3 separate regions of the Mus musculus genome follow, and all the other regions are linked to region 2. A link is a contact called in public Hi-C and HiChIP or PLAC-seq data. All regions are on one chromosome and are shown on one strand. Each heading gives the region's core, a stretch centred on a gene start, on an enhancer-like site or on the middle of the called end of the contact. The rest is flanking DNA. Distances are from core to core; before and after follow the strand shown.

Region 1 (4,988 bases), core at 427-2,926, 110 kb before region 2:
TGCAGCATGTTACAGCAGTAGTACAGAATAATACCTAGGGGAAATGAGGAAAGGCACCCCAGGCAAGAGTAAAGAACTGAAAAGCTTTGCTAAGGCTTACAACTGCATGGAGACTGGGGAATTGATGGAGTAAAGACAGAGGAGGAACAACAGCCCCCTACAAACACACACACTTAAGACTGAAAACTAAACTTCAGAACAGATAGGAAAGACTTTAAGAACCTCTTTAAGCCTGGCTGGCATAGCCACTCAAACCTATAACCTGGGCAAAAGGCTAAAGGTGGAGGGTTACCATCATTTCCAGATCAGCCTGGGTTATGGAGTAGCACCTTCCCTCCAAAAGAAGCAGAGCCATAGAGAAAAGAAAGGAAACCAAGAAGAAAAAGAGACAAAAGTGAGGAAGAGGGGAAGGAAGAGGAAGAGGGGATGGAGAAAGGAGAAAGAATAAAAGCAAATATTTACCATAACCCCCAAGTAGACTTCAGCTAGTTGCTTACAAATAAATGGTTACAATTTTAGTAAGGGGACAAAGAAACAGCTTAACTTTCAGGGAAATCACAGAACAATTCAGGTCAAGCTTAAAGAAAATATAAAAAAATAATAGGTACTTGTCTTCATCTCCCACTCCACTTACCCAAACGGCACTAATTCTTATCCATTCTTCCTCAACTGCTATAGTATAGCCAAAATATTCTGAACTGAGTCTGATTAAGTCTAAAGAGGCTTATTCCTCCTTTGTGGAAAATGCAAACCATGTAAAGAAATTTGAACCAGATTGCTGAATGATGAAGACAAAGAAGCTCCAGGAGAGAAACCAGGTACCTCAGCCATATACTCCAAAGAAATAATAAATTGTTTTAAGCCAGTAAGTTTCAAAATGGTATGTTATGCATCAATTGATAACTACAGGCATCATGAAATCTAGAGATATCTTCTAGCCTCAGCTCAACCTCAATCCCAAATATCAAAACTTTAAAATGTTAAAGATCTGTAGGGCTTAATAATCAGAGGCCCTTGCCAGTTTATACTTGGCCCAAACTAACCTACTCACAGGTTGAATTACTATCTAAATTTAGATAATATTCCACTTGAATATGCCCAGCCAAATTCTCTCCTCTGAATACCAAATTCTCTATCTGACATTCATTCCTAAATGATTCCAAGATACCTTGAAACCTAAGCATTCTAAAGTCATGATTTCTCTTCTTCTGTAAGTTTTCCAACATTCACTAGGCCAGGAAATGAATGGCATCATTATCATCATCTACACAGTTCTTTAGAAGCCATTTTACTGCCCCTTAAGCCTTAAATACAATTTATGACAGTGAATTTTACTAATTTAACTTCCTAAATATTTCTTTAAAATGTGGGGTTTATTATCTCTTTTACTACCATACCACCTACTTGAGAAAATTGCTAAAATTAACAGCAGCACCTACCTGGTCTTTCAACACTTACTTGTCGTCTTCTCTTCTTTCCTTACCACTGCACAGAACTCTGAATGACATCTGCCTGTCTTGTTCCTGCTAGGCAGGCTCTCAAACCCTGAGCTACATTGCCAGCTCCTGATTCTTCTGTATTAGCACCATCATTACTTAGCATGGTTCAAGCTCCTTGCACAATGAGGCCCAAACTTCTTTTCCACCATATACTATAATCCCCTTTTTTGTCAATGCTCCAAGTGCCATTAGCCTTGTTTCAGTTCCTCATTCTCAAAACAAACCCTTTAGAGAAAAGGACTCCCCTGCCTGATATGATCTTCATTTATATATTCTATATAATAAACCTTACTCTCTTCTGGTCTTCTCTTAGACAAAGCCTCATTCTGCAGCCTAAGCTGGCACAGGAGTCCTACCTCAGCTTCAAGCCCTGGAACTGCAGAGCTGAGCCACCACACTGGCTTCTCTTCACATATTACAACCCATGACCTCTGACTAGATCTAATATAGTTACTATAAGACCTGATAGCACATTCCTCCCTACTCTACCCTAATTTGTTTACAGTACTAGAGGTGGAGCCCAGTACCTCAAAGCCTGAGCTAGATATCACTTCATATCCCTCCATTTTGAGAGAATAAGTGGTGAATGCAAGTTTACTTTCATCTACCTAATTATTTTTTAAAATTGCTATCTTCTCCAGTACCCCAAAAGCAGGACTCCGGTTCACTTTGCCATCCATTCTATCTTAGACTCTGGTGTATCTAGACAATGAGTTGTTCAATAAATATGACTCAATGAAAATGAAAGGATTAATAATGTGACTAGCTAAGCTGTGAAAGCACTGAGGACTCTACTGAACAACTGAAAGCAATGAAATAGTGTGAGCAGAATGATATACACAAATGGCATATTTTAGAGACATTCTGCCACATGTGGCAGATTAAAGGTAGTCATGAAAAGAACCAAGACAGCAAGAGTGCTAGTAAAGATGCTTGCCACCAAGCCTGATTTCCAAAACAACCTCTGCACGTGCACCATGGCACTCATGTGTATTCATTCATACAAAAACTAAATAAAATTTAAAAGAAGAAAAAGAGGGCCAGACATATAGCTAAGCTGTTAAAAGAGTACTCACTGATCATCTAAAAGACCTGAAATCAGTTCCCAACACCCATATCATGCAGCTCATAACCACCCATAACTCTAGTGCAGGGGATCCAATACCTTCTTCTGGCCTCCTCAGGTACCTGTACTCATGTGCACATAACCACACAGTCATACACAGTTGAAAAATAAAAATAAACAAATGGTTTGTTGTAGACAGAATGCACAAACACTTGTCTAGCATATGTTAGGCCTGAGATCTCTCAATGAAGGAAAAAGGAAGAGAGGGGGGAAGGGAGGGAGGGAGGGTGGGAAGGAAGGAAGGAGGAAGGAATGGAGGGAGAGAGAAAGGTGGGAAAGCAGGAAGGCAAGCAGGCAGGAGTAAGAGCTGCGGCACTAAATAACTAGTGGCAATGGAAAAAGAAAAGAGGAAGCAGACTAAGGATTACTAAAGGTAAGAACCTGATAGACATCAAAAACAAAGGAATGATATACAGCCTGGTATTGTGTCCTACAACTTTAGTGTTACCTCTACAAATGAGAGGTTAACATATTCAAAACCATACTATATGAATTATGACTTAAACTATGATCTAAGTTTTAAACATCTCCCATCAACACAAATCAGAACATGTTTCTCAAAAGATGTGCAACATTATCAACTCTTAAGAGTACAACTATGGGGGCTGGATTGATGGCTCAGTGGTTAAGAGCACTGACTGTTCTTCTGAAGGTCCTGAGTTCAAATCCCAGCAACTACATGTTGGCTCACAACCATCCATAAAAGGATCTGATGTCCTCTTCTGATGTGTCTGAAGACAGCTACAATGTACTTAACATATGATAAATAAATATTTTGTTAACTATATCCAAACTATTCAGAATATAAATAAAACATTTAACCTGGAATAAATCATAAACTATTAAGTCAGAAAGCTAATTTAAAGCATACAGGTAAAGAAAACCAATGTCAAAAGCTTTATATATCATTTTTAGCCAGCCAAAAATCATTGTTGGCTAAGATTTCTCCATTTACTGAACTTATATAGTAAATGTCATTCCATCAGATTGCCTGTTTTATTTAACTCTCTTTACAAATCTATTACCTATTACTTAAGAGTCTAAGGAATAGCAACAATTTAGTATGTTTCTTTGCTTCCCCAAACTTAAGATTGAGCACACATAAAAAATTCCCTGGGCAGTAAGATGACTGAGCAGTGAGAGCTTGTCCTCACTAGCCTGACCACCAGAACACACGAAAAGGTAAAGGAAAGAACTGACTCTTCAGTTAGCCTCTGCGTTCCACAGGTGCACTCCCTGTGCCATACTCATAGACCAGTAGACAAACTGGTCTAAAGCTTTTCTAAACTCCTTTTGGCCATTAAAATTTAAGCACAGTATGTAGTTATCTTGACTTTTAAAACACCTTATAGTTTAAGTACATCCAGAAATGATATTTTAAAGACTATTAGTATTTGCTTAGTATTTTCTAATGGATTAATTTTAGAATAGTTTCATATTTGCTTTACTTGAAATGCAAACTATAAGTCAAAATAATGCTTAACTTTTAAGTTAGCTTGAAATAATTTTTCGATTACTCAAATAATTTTTCATAGTTACTAAAACAGTTAAAATACCACTTAAAAGCTTTGAATTTAACCTCAGAAACTTGGGGGTTTAACCTGGATTTATTTACACTGTCTGGTACATGTTCATTGATCCAGGTAATGATATGGCCAATTTTTTTCAGATCCCCTTTCCCTCTATAGACCAGGTTGCAATCCTCTCTGGCCTTTACAATAGAGTACTAAGTTTACAAGCATACACTACTGCACCTGGGTTTTGTTTTGTCTTCTTTCTAAGAATTAGGAAAGCAATTTTATGTTAAGTTTCTGTAAGACTTAAAGCTAGGGGCTCTGACTTAAATAGCTGTGTGGAATAAGCTGAAAACTGTACAGCAAAATACAGCTAATTACAGAAACTGAACAAAGATTCTCAATGTCCATCACTTTACTTAAGTCTGTACCTATTTGAAAATTTCGACAATAAAAAGGTTTTTAACCTTCTTTTTAGAACAAACAACTGGAAATGCAAATCTAAACCTCTGCGGAAAGGAGACAGAACAGGAAGGGAAGTTTACTTTTATTATCCCCTCTCCAGTTAAGCTCAGCAAAATAGTTCTGTTAAAAATCATAAACTTAAAACAGAATTTACATTCTCATCATTTTGAGGTATTACTCTAAAGCAAATATTCAGCGGAGGTACCACTAAGTTACCATCTACTTTTGGGAGAGTATGCACTGGCCTGGTGTAACCAGATACAGATAGAGGTACTAGACTTGTAAAACACTAATTCACAGCAGGTTTGCCAAGCTCACATACTGACTACTATAAACACTGCTGAGAAATTAAAGATGTTGAAAATATGAGAAATAAACACTAAT
Region 2 (5,132 bases), core at 207-2,706:
ACACACACACACACACACACACACAAACACAAACACACTATAAAATAAAGAAAAAATAGTTCTCTTGGGCCTGTAGAGATGACTTAGCAGTTAAGAGAACTGGACACTCTTCCAGAACTACATTTGACTCACAGCACCCACTTAGAGCTCACAACTTTCCATAACTCCAGTTCCAGGGATCCAGGCACACACCTGGCGAACAGACATACATGAACGGAAGACAGCCTTCTGACTGCTTTATTCCTTTCTCTCTCAATTCTGTACAAACACTAGTCTGATTATTTCACGTAAGTGGAATCATAAAATAAACGGTCCTCTATGATTAGTTCCTTTCATTTAGCATTTTGCTTTCAAGGTTCGCCTTGCTTTGCTATGCTAATGGAAATCACAGATATCTAGTACCCCACCGTTTCTTTTGGACCTGACAGTAGCAATGTTTATCCTTTGAAGCAATACTACATTCCCCCCCCCCCAAAAGAGACTGTTTTACATCCCCACCTGAATTGTAAAGGAGTTCCAATTTCCCCATAGCCCAGTCAACATTTTATTCTCCTTATTACAGTCATTCTATATTATATTGTGATTGTATTTATTAACTGTCCGTTGTCACTGGAAAAGCAAAAATGTTCAATTGCTAGGGATTGGAAACAAGACTGGACAAAAAGACTTAGGTTCAAGTGTGAGTCCTTTATTCATAATACAAAGAGAAGATTGATACCATGATCTCTAAACTCCCTCAAAGAAGCTTGTATGAGAGTCTCTTCTTCCTCTACCCTCATATCTCACTAAAACCGGTGGCAGTGTGACCCCGAGAGAAGTCTTGCTCAGCAGGGCTTGCTCTTTAGTTCTCCCTCTTAGATACTACACTATTTCTGCCTCTGACTTGGGCAATAACCCACAGAAGGCGCAGAGTTTCGTTTGCCCACATCTCTCCTGGGCTGAGAAGTGGGCGTTACTGCTTTCTAGAACAAGGACGTCGAGGATGGAGGAAACTACAACCCCCAAGAGTCCACGCGGTGCTGGCAAGAGCCGTTTCTCTACGGCCGACAGCACAGCGCCCTCTCCGGTGTGTTATTGTTAAAACTTAGCGGTGAGTCATCTGCGCGCATGCACACTCACGTCCCAACTAGTTTAGCCTCTATCCTTCCTGCAGGCGCTTTTCCGGTGCGGCTGACGTAGGCTTTTCCCCGCCCCCAGAGTCTGGAGAGGGTGGGGCTCTGGGCACGCGCATTCACAGATTTTTTTTTTTATGAGGGAGGGGACAAAGCTTTGGGTGTGGAAGGGAAAGTAAAGGACTGCGGGGCGCATGCGTCCTGACAGCACTGCGGGCCTCGGTTACTTACGGGCGGCGGGGCGGAAGTGGCTCCTGGACTGACGCACGCGCATTGGCTGCTAGTGCCCATCCTCCGGAAGTGGGTTGGCCGCCTTGCGACAGGGCCCCGCCCCGCCCCGCCCCCTGCTCCCCGCCCCCTACTCTCTTAGGTGGCGCCGGCTTGCGGCTAGTGTGGCGGCGGTGTTGGTTTTGGAAGCCAGAGCGGGCACATTCCCTGGACAGGCGGCAGGGCTATGGTCGCTGGCTCCCAAAGGCCCGCTCCGCTTCGCAGCCCGATCCTGAGCGCAAGCCTGAGCGTTCTCTTCAGCCAAGTCCCCCGGCGCGTTCGGCTGCTCCCCGGGCGCGCCCCCTCCGATGGCGGCGGAGATCCAGCCCCAGCCACTGACCCGCAAGCCGATCCTGCTGCAGCGGGTCGAGGGGTCGCAGGAGGTGGTCAACATGGCGGTGATTGTACCTAAAGAAGAGGGTGTCATCAGCGTCTCGGAGGACAGGTACTGACTGCTTGTCCCCGTGCCGCGCGGAGGTCCGGCCCTGGCTTGGTGGGAGGGTAGACCGCACCTACTGGTTCAGTTCCCAGCGCGGTGGCCTTGGCCTCAGCAACTGGTCCCTGGCGGAGTCCGAGTGGCCCTTGGGTTAACAGTGCAGGAGACACCAGACCTGGTCCAGTTTTGGGGATGGGAAGGGCAGAGGGAGAAGCCGCCCAGCTTTGCAGGTGTTTTAGCTTAAAGGACCCTCCATGCACCGGGATGATTTGGAGGCGCTGCTAGTTGGTCCATTGTTTGGTTACCCAAACGAGAAAGGGAACGTATTTTCTTTCTTCTATACGGTTCACCGAATCTGTGTATCTCCAGGACATCTTTCACCGAACCCAAGGACTTATTAAATTGTGAAGAGAGTAACTTTGGGCTTCTGCGTGTGGCGCCTTCCTTTCCTAAAAGTTTATGTCTTGGAGCTCAAGGGGAAGTGACTGGAAGTTGCAAGGGATCACTTTTGCAGACAACTGCTTGAGTTCCTTCCCTTTGCCTACTTCCTTTCCAAGATTGCTTAATTAGCAGAAGTAGCTCTGGTTCTGCCTTCAGGATTCCCCTTTTGCGCTGTGTTTTTGATTTCCAGAGGAATGCCGCTTGAATATAGGGGATAGGGTAAGATATCTGAAATTACTATTTGGGTAATATCTACAAGCATTTTAAAATCAGTTGTAGCGTGGCAGAGGTATGTAACTGTCTGGGTTCTTAGCTTCAGACAGGCAGTTAGGTTTTCTTATTATAAGTTAGTATCATGCCGAGGTAGAGTTATTCTGTGACTCTTAAAATTGCAAAGATAAAGCAAAAAGTGCTCACTTAAAAAAAAATCGTTTCAGCACCTAATGTAAATTCAAACATTTTTTACTTGATTTGTTTCTTAGGTTCTTGAATATAAAGGAAGAGTGTATTGCATGTGTATATTGCATATCGACCTCTGCATCATTCTTGATATGCATGGCGCCTACTTCATTTCCTATGCAGATCTGTGGGGAAACATTGCGAACATATGCTAATGGCAGTCAGTCCAGGAAGAACTGAAGAAACTGAGTGACGTGGATGTGGGAGCCGTTAGAGATTCATAAAGAAGTCTTATGACAGTGTTTAATTTTTTCCTTTGGTGCAACATGCTTAGACTGCATTAGACTGTTTCTGGGCTTAAAATTTGTCATCAAAGGATTATCTTTCTGGAATATTTTCTATAAAATATATTGAAGGAATATGTTGATAACTTCCCCTTTCCATTACTAGAGATGAGATTGATTCCCGATTTGTAAGCAATTCTTTAGTTCATTAAACTCAATCGGAGGAGGAGGAGAAAGGTTGTCCAGACCTCAGCTCCATGCTATTAGTTTAGAAACGTCTGATTCCCATTTCAATGTATTTTCCTTGAAGGAAACAACTTTAGTGGAGGTAATGTTCCATGTCTAGAGAAGCTAAAGTATATGTGCAGAAAAGTGAAGAGCACGTCTCGGTTCATCGTCGCACAAAGGAAGTGCAGTGCCTAATGATCTCTCACTTCCCTGGTTTGCAGTGTACATAACAGAATTTGTCTTACTGTGGAGTTACCGGGAATCGGGCCCCTGCAGTAATGCTGGGTCCTTGTCTCTGTAAATTTTGTTACTCAGGTTGACAAGTCTCTGCTTCTTCGGGTCAATCAACCATGAATGTAGCTGTTTTAAGGCAGTTTTAGATATGGCTTGCCCTAAAAGAAAGAATTGATCTGTGTTCTTACTTTTCAAAGGCAATGTTAGTGCCGCTTGATATAATGCTAAAGATAGGAAGATGGAGTATTGATTTTCATCAACACTTGCAAAACCATTACCATTAGCTGCTTTGCCAGTTCGTTACTGAACCATGAGGGTCAGCTACAAATAGTGCGCTGTAGCATTTTACTTAGGAAATCCTAGTTCCCTTTCTCCGTTCAGACTCATTGGAGCCTTTATCTGCACCTTTGAGAAAGCTTAATATTTTTGTTTTAAGCAGTGATATACCTATGTTATGTCTGTTTTGTCTTCTGTGAGGCCTCTAGGAAGCGTTGTGTCCTTTACTGACTAAGGAGCTACATAGTACCTGGCACACAGGAGTCCCTCATTACTTGTTTTATCAGTGACTGATGTAGGACCTCCCTCCACCCCATTTCTAAGAATCCAGTACTTAACTATTCTGGATTCATTGATGTTTGCTGAGTGAGTATTTGGATGACTTGTGAAAACCTTATGTAGACAAGTAGACCTTCGTGGGGGAAGTATTGGACTAGGTGGCCTTAGACACGTTCAAACTGAGAATTCAAGCATTGCTTCAGTCATCCCAGCAGACAGTAAAGTTTCTAGTGTGTTCTCATCGTGTGTGTGTGTGTGTGTGTGTGTGTGTGTGTGCGCGCGCACGTGCGCGCGCGTGTGCATTTGTGCGAATGGGTGACAGCGATGTTAATGACCAAGTCTTTTCAAGGTGCTTACATAGTTGAGTAGCAGAAATTTTAGAGTATAGGTTTTGTTTTGTGTATGTGTGTGGTGCTAGGGATGGAACTCTGAAGTCTGGACATGCTAGGTAAGCACTCTCTACCCCTGAGTCACACCCCCTGGCCGAGAATATTATGTAATAAAACCGTTACATTTAAGATAGAGTGTTGAAAAGAGAACTTTCTGGTGGGGAAGAGTGACTGGGCTCCAGCCCCTGTTGTTCTCCTTTCCTCTGGAGGATTGTTACACTTGCCGTACGTTTTCCTTCCCGGGCTTCTCTCACTAGCAAGCTGGTGGTTCTCAAATCTTCAAGCTAAAGAGTAGGTTTCACGTTCACTGTGGCACAGTTGGGACAACTTGGCACTTTACTTGATATCGAAGGAAGAAACAGAAAATAAGAAAGCTGTCTGCCCTGGTGGAGAACCTGTTCCCACAACTCGCTGACCTTGCAGAGCCTTTGGTTGTAACTAGGTTCCAGTTACAAAGGCTCCACCAAATTGTGGGATCTAAGGTCCCTCGCTTCCCTGCTTCTTTTCAGGCTGCCCTTTCTAGGCTAATGGTTTTCAGTGGTCCTTGTGTAAGAGCTTCATCCAGCTTGGGGAGCTGGCTCAGTGGTTAAGGGCACTTGCTGTTCTTGCAGAGGACCCTGGTTTGATTCTCAGCACCCACATGGTGGCTCTCTACCGCCTATAACTCCTGTTCCAGTGGAGAAATGGATCTGGTGCACATACATATATGCAGGCAAAACACTAATGCATACATACAAAATAAAAATAAATAGCCAGTCAGTGGTGGTGCATGCCTTTAATCCCAGCA
Region 3 (4,618 bases), core at 1,048-3,547, 120 kb after region 2:
AGCTCACAGCAGTATAGAGACCCTGAACCATGATGAGGGGGGCCTGCTTGGCCTGCCCAGCTCCACCTCTGGTCTTCTGCCTCTTCTCTGGCAAGCACGCTAGCCCTTGCCTCTAGAGTGTCAAGGCAGCCAATGGGTCTTACTAAAATTGACAGCAAAGCCATAGGCCAAAGAGCACAAAACAGGCAATGCTGTATGTGTATTAAGATACTTATATGGCTTGATATATACATATACGCATATATACATGTATATGTTGCTTATGGAAGCTTTAGAATACCATTTTAAAAACTTCTGTTTGCAGTTACACCAGTGGGAAAGAGAAGACAACATAGATGGCCTTCAGTGGTGTCATTTTAACAACCACACCTTTAAAAAAGAAATAGGCCAGCCAGAGTATATTCCCCCCTCCAAAGCACAGACTTGGCAAAGGTACCGTGGCCTTTAAAGACTTCCCCAGAGCATAGGTAGAGATGTTCCTGGATGTCGTTTCCTGAAGGAACTGGGGGTTTTCATCTTTTCTATTCTGGAGGCCAGAAGAATCATTTTACCTCCGAGCCAGTGAGATGGGTCAGTGAGTAGAGGCTCTTATACCTAGGCTGACAACATGAGTTCAGCCTCTGGATCCCACAAGTTAACAGGAGAGAAGCGACTCGGAGAGTTGTCATCTGATCTCTACTTGTGTACTTATACTCACACTAACAGACACAGGCAAGCACGCATGCAAAAGCAGTAGCCGCATCATATAACAGATCACCAAGGAGTGAAAGCAAGACCATTTCTAACAGCGAAGCAGTCGTCAGCCATTAGGCTGAATCTCAGGTTGTCCTGGACCGCTGTCATCCATGTGCCTGCCCCTTACTCTCGTCTTGCTCCTTGCAGACGCGCCCCCACAGCCACCTTCCATGACAGTAAGCATAACATTGTGCATGTGCATTTCGATGCAACCAGGGGATGGTTACTGACTTCTGGAACTGACAAGGTAATTAAGGTAAGATGCCATCTTGTTATGCTTTCTGTTGTGGGCCTTGAATACAGACAGCAGGATCAGGAGTGTGAGGCTGTGTTCAGGTTATCCATGGAAGTGAGCACGGGGAGCCTGCTGCACCCACCACGCCAATGCACATGATAATTTCCTGACGATATGATCTTTAAAAGATAATAGTAGGACCTGGCTGTGGTGGCGCACACCTTCAATCCCAGCACTCCAGAGTCAGAGGCAGGTTAATCTCTGTGAGTTCAAGGCCAGCCTGATCTTCAGAGCAAGTTCCAGGACAGCCAGGGCTATACAGAGAAGCCTTGTCTCAAAATAATAATCATAATCATAATCATAATCATGGGAGCAGGGTGGGGGAGGGTATAGGGGACTTTTGGGATAGCACTTGAAATGTAAATGAAGAAAACACCTAATTAAAAAAGAAGAAAAAAAATATTATTGCAAGAACCAGAGCTCATCCCTAGAACCCACATTTTTTTTTTTTAAGTACAGACATGGTGGCAAATGCTTTTAATCACAGAGCTGGGGAGAATCAAGTAGATCCCAAAGGACTCAGGCAGCCTAGCTTAATCAACGAGCCACAGGTCTCAGAGAGAGATGCTGTCTCAAAAAAAAAGATAGTTGGCCCCTGAGGGACGATGCTTGAGTTAACTCTCACACATGTGGATACACATGAGAGAGTGAGTCCCATACACAGAAGTCACGGGAGTGACATGTGAGCGACAGTGATCAGGACCCACAGAGGGAGGTGTGCCGTTCTTGAAGCTTGGTAAAGCAGGTGGTCTTGATCTGGATGCTGGTTGGAAGGAAGACCTGGAATCAGTGGCCAAGTGATGCATAAGCCTTTTTCCTACCAAGCTTAATTACTTCAAGAGTGCTTATCCAGGCCTGTGAAGTTTGTGGCAGGTCACAGCAGAGGCCCAGGACAGAGGGGTGGACTCTTTGTCACCCTGTCCTATTTTAGAGGCAGCAGTAGGATGAAGTTGTTAGAAGTGACTTCAAGCTAAGTTCAAACTTGGAGGCCTGGCACTTCTTTCTGATGTCTTAGAGAATTGTTTGGAAGGTCACCCAGGCGTGTGCCGGCTCTCTCTCCCTCCGTGGACCTGATATGCCTTTATCCTCCTTAGCTTGGGAGCAACATGTCAGCCGCCCTTATATAGAAGTCAGGCTAGTGCTATGTGCATTTGCTTGATAACTGGGAACAAAACCAAAACAGCACTTTGAATTGAGCCCGTTCTGAGCATTGTTCATCCCCAGTACAGTTGGCTCTTAGTTCATCCTTGGCTTCTCGCTCTCCTTTGCAGCTGTGGGACATGACCCCAGTGGTGTCATGATGACTCGCCCAGGGACTAGGAGACAGTGTCCCTGAAGAAGCACTTGAGTCCAGCATCCTCCCGGGAGGAGGAAAGAGAGCTTCTGGATGAGCAAGAAGAGAGACCGAGGCTCCCAGCGAGTGTGGGTCCTCCGCCACTGTTACCGCAATCTAGTGAAAGCCATTCCCTCCCAGGACTCTTCAGTCGTCCATACCACAGAAAAGAAGATATTTTTTTATCAAATGGTTTATACAGCCTGGCTGTGCTGCATTCATTATTTTGAGTATATTGGAAAATCTGTGTGGATGTTTACGCTTCTATATTTCAGCTGTGTGTTGTGTTCATTGCTTTCTCTGTCAGAAAAAGAGAGAAACATCTGTTGAAGGTATTGCGTTCTCGTCAAGCGGTCTCCTCGTTCTTGCCTCAGCATGTACAGACAGTCCTTCTCGTTTCTCGAGACTTCCACCACCGGCCTCGCTTGCCTCTTGCCACAGAGGATGATCACAGTTTGTGCCGTGTTTCTCTTTCATGGCTTGGGATAAGAGTTGGAAAACCATGCGTGTCCAACAGCTGGCCTCTTGAGTCACCTGGAGGGAGCAGGTACATTGTCGGAAGTCCCTTGCAGCTCTGCTCTGGCGTTCTCTGCCATCCACACTAGAAAATGCTGCAGCAGCCTCTGCTGACCATCAGCCAGGACACAGGTCCTGTGACCAGCCTCACCCTGCAGTGCCTGCATCTCAGAATTCAGTGAGAGTCTTTCGAGCCTTTTGTGTTTTGGACTATGGGGACTTGGGATTTTTTAATTTTATTATTATTTTTTTGTTTTGTTTTTGGCAACTTTCCTTCGTTCATAACATGAAAGACAAACAGAAATGTCTGTGTTCCAGAAGGAAGTGCCTTGGAGGTGCATCTTTCTACATGGCATTGCCTCTGTATGTGAACATGTATTACTTTAAGATTAGAATTCTGCTTTCTTCACCATTCATAATTTAGTTTCTCTTTAAAAACCAGGTATTTAAGCATCTTTATGTTCATGTATACTCTGCTATGAAGCCAGCGTGTGATCTAAACAGAGGTACTAAGAAAGCAACAGAATCCTCCAAAGGGAATAATCAGTTCAGCTTGAGAAGGTACAGTAAGGACTCCCTCGGGCTATCAAGATAGGATTAACAGTAGTGGCAAGCCTGTGTCCAGAAATTGGCCAGCCTCTCCAAGCCCTTCACCATAGTCACCTGTCAGGAATGTCACGTCATTGCCAGGTGAGAGGCCTTCTGGGTAAACAGGCAGATTGCTCGCCCTACCCTCTCCATGCCATCCACCACAGTACCTTGCCCACTTCTTGCCTAACAGGTGTTGCCTGGCACAGAGGACTTGAATGAAATGCAGTCCTCCTGTTAGTTTTGTTCTGTTCCTAGAGAAGCAGTTCCTTTCCTGGCATCGTTGCTTCTCTTCACAGAAGAAGTAATAATCACCATTCTTGGGCCCCAACCACACTTAGCACTGGCGACCCAGAGTGCTTCCTAGGACAAGCCGCTTCTGCTCTCTGGCACTGGGAAGGCCTGGTGTGCACCTCACACAGCCACACCCCTGGTGGCTGGCTGCAATGTGAGAGCAGAACTCTCTCCAGGGCGTCATCACCACTGTGATTTAACCTGGTCCGAGAAAGGCCACCTAGCTTCAGTCTGGCCACTATTACTGCTATCAATTTTTCTCTGTGTGGTCGCTCCATCACAGAGCTTTGAAAAGGGAATTAGAGGTAAAATATTCAAAGATCAATGGTGTGGTTGGATGCTAGGATCTATAGCCACTTGGCAAGTTGCAGAGAACTGTGTGTTGTAAATCAGTAATAGAAGTAAGTCTGTCTGAGCTGGAGCATGACTGCCCAAGGAATGGAAATGCACTATTGGGGAAGCTCAGACTCCCAGCAAGCCTGTGTGGATTCCCAGTCTTGTATAGACGAAGTCAGACCTTCAGTAGAACACTTTACACTGTTGGGTGGCCCTACATACCATGCTGGTCATATCCCAGCTACGGCCCATCCTTAGGAGTGCCCAGAGATTGAAAGTTGACAGTGATGAAAATCATGGGTGCCTACCACAGATTGACCAAGGTTTCCATGGCTCTGCCCTTTCCTCTCTCCTTACCCATGTGGCTAGTGATGGGAAATTATGTATCAGAAAACCAGCTCTGCATGTGATACTGTGAATCTTCTACTTGCCTGGTATCTCCATTAACCCACGGGGAATGCATGCTGGTGCTCACGGTGTCCAGGCACTGACCTCGTCCACCAGGCATGAGGGCTGGCACA

Evidence for each region. Hi-C and Micro-C count contacts between places; a contact is called where the count stands out from the background. HiChIP or PLAC-seq counts read pairs in DNA pulled down with a chosen protein or histone mark.
Region 1: a contact with region 2 is called in an H3K4me3 HiChIP or PLAC-seq map of bone marrow-derived macrophages, with 2.5 times the contacts expected there. The contact joins the enhancer-like site here to the promoter of Wdfy2 in region 2. A contact is called at or near these places in 5 of 39 promoter capture datasets (the C10 cell line, cancer-associated fibroblasts, fetal liver and 2 more), 8 of 484 Hi-C or Micro-C datasets (B cells, the G1E-ER4 cell line, bone marrow-derived dendritic cells and 5 more), 8 of 115 datasets of contacts at active chromatin or transcription factors (the SCID.adh cell line, acute myeloid leukemia, bone marrow-derived macrophages and 3 more) and 5 of 9 other capture datasets (adipose tissue, embryonic stem cells, liver and 2 more).
Region 3: a Hi-C map of olfactory sensory neurons shows a contact between it and region 2, with 3 times the contacts expected there. The contact joins the enhancer-like site here to the promoter of Wdfy2 in region 2. A contact is called at or near these places in 2 of 39 promoter capture datasets (hippocampal neurons and liver), 1 of 15 datasets of contacts at CTCF or cohesin (CD8 T cells), 22 of 484 Hi-C or Micro-C datasets (CD4 T cells, CD8 T cells, LSK cells and 14 more), 11 of 115 datasets of contacts at active chromatin or transcription factors (the HPC-7 cell line, Th17 cells, bone marrow-derived macrophages and 6 more) and 3 of 9 other capture datasets (adipose tissue, embryonic stem cells and pancreatic islet).

Annotation. Positions count from the first base shown.
Region 1 is chr14:62,723,090-62,728,077 of GRCm38.p6, forward strand. All of the region lies in intron 4 of Ints6 (integrator complex subunit 6), which reads right to left. Among named protein-coding and RNA genes, the nearest start is that of 4931440J10Rik, 35 kb to the right of the region's middle. Within about 2 kb of position 1,677, at least 6 of the 459 cell types and tissues checked have an H3K27ac peak or open chromatin away from gene starts, as enhancers often do. A contact at or near this core is called in B cells and bone marrow-derived macrophages, where this site is marked.
Region 2 is chr14:62,836,234-62,841,365 of GRCm38.p6, forward strand. Wdfy2 (WD repeat and FYVE domain containing 2) reads left to right here and starts at 1,457. Exons shown (of 12, transcript NM_175546.4): 1 at 1,457-1,824. The coding sequence starts at 1,688. Gm26536 (predicted gene, 26536) reads right to left here and starts at 2,298. Exons shown (of 2, transcript NR_168886.1): 1 at 1,892-2,298; 2 at 668-1,787. Mir8098 (microRNA 8098) reads left to right here and starts at 1,488; the gene lies at 1,488-1,624.
Region 3 is chr14:62,953,979-62,958,596 of GRCm38.p6, forward strand. Wdfy2 (WD repeat and FYVE domain containing 2) reads left to right here. Exons shown (of 12, transcript NM_175546.4): 11 at 883-991; 12 at 2,302-2,908. The coding sequence ends at 2,331. Among named protein-coding and RNA genes, the nearest start is that of Defb48, 28 kb to the right of the region's middle. Within about 2 kb of position 2,298, at least 13 of the 459 cell types and tissues checked have an H3K27ac peak or open chromatin away from gene starts, as enhancers often do. A contact at or near this core is called in olfactory sensory neurons, where this site is marked.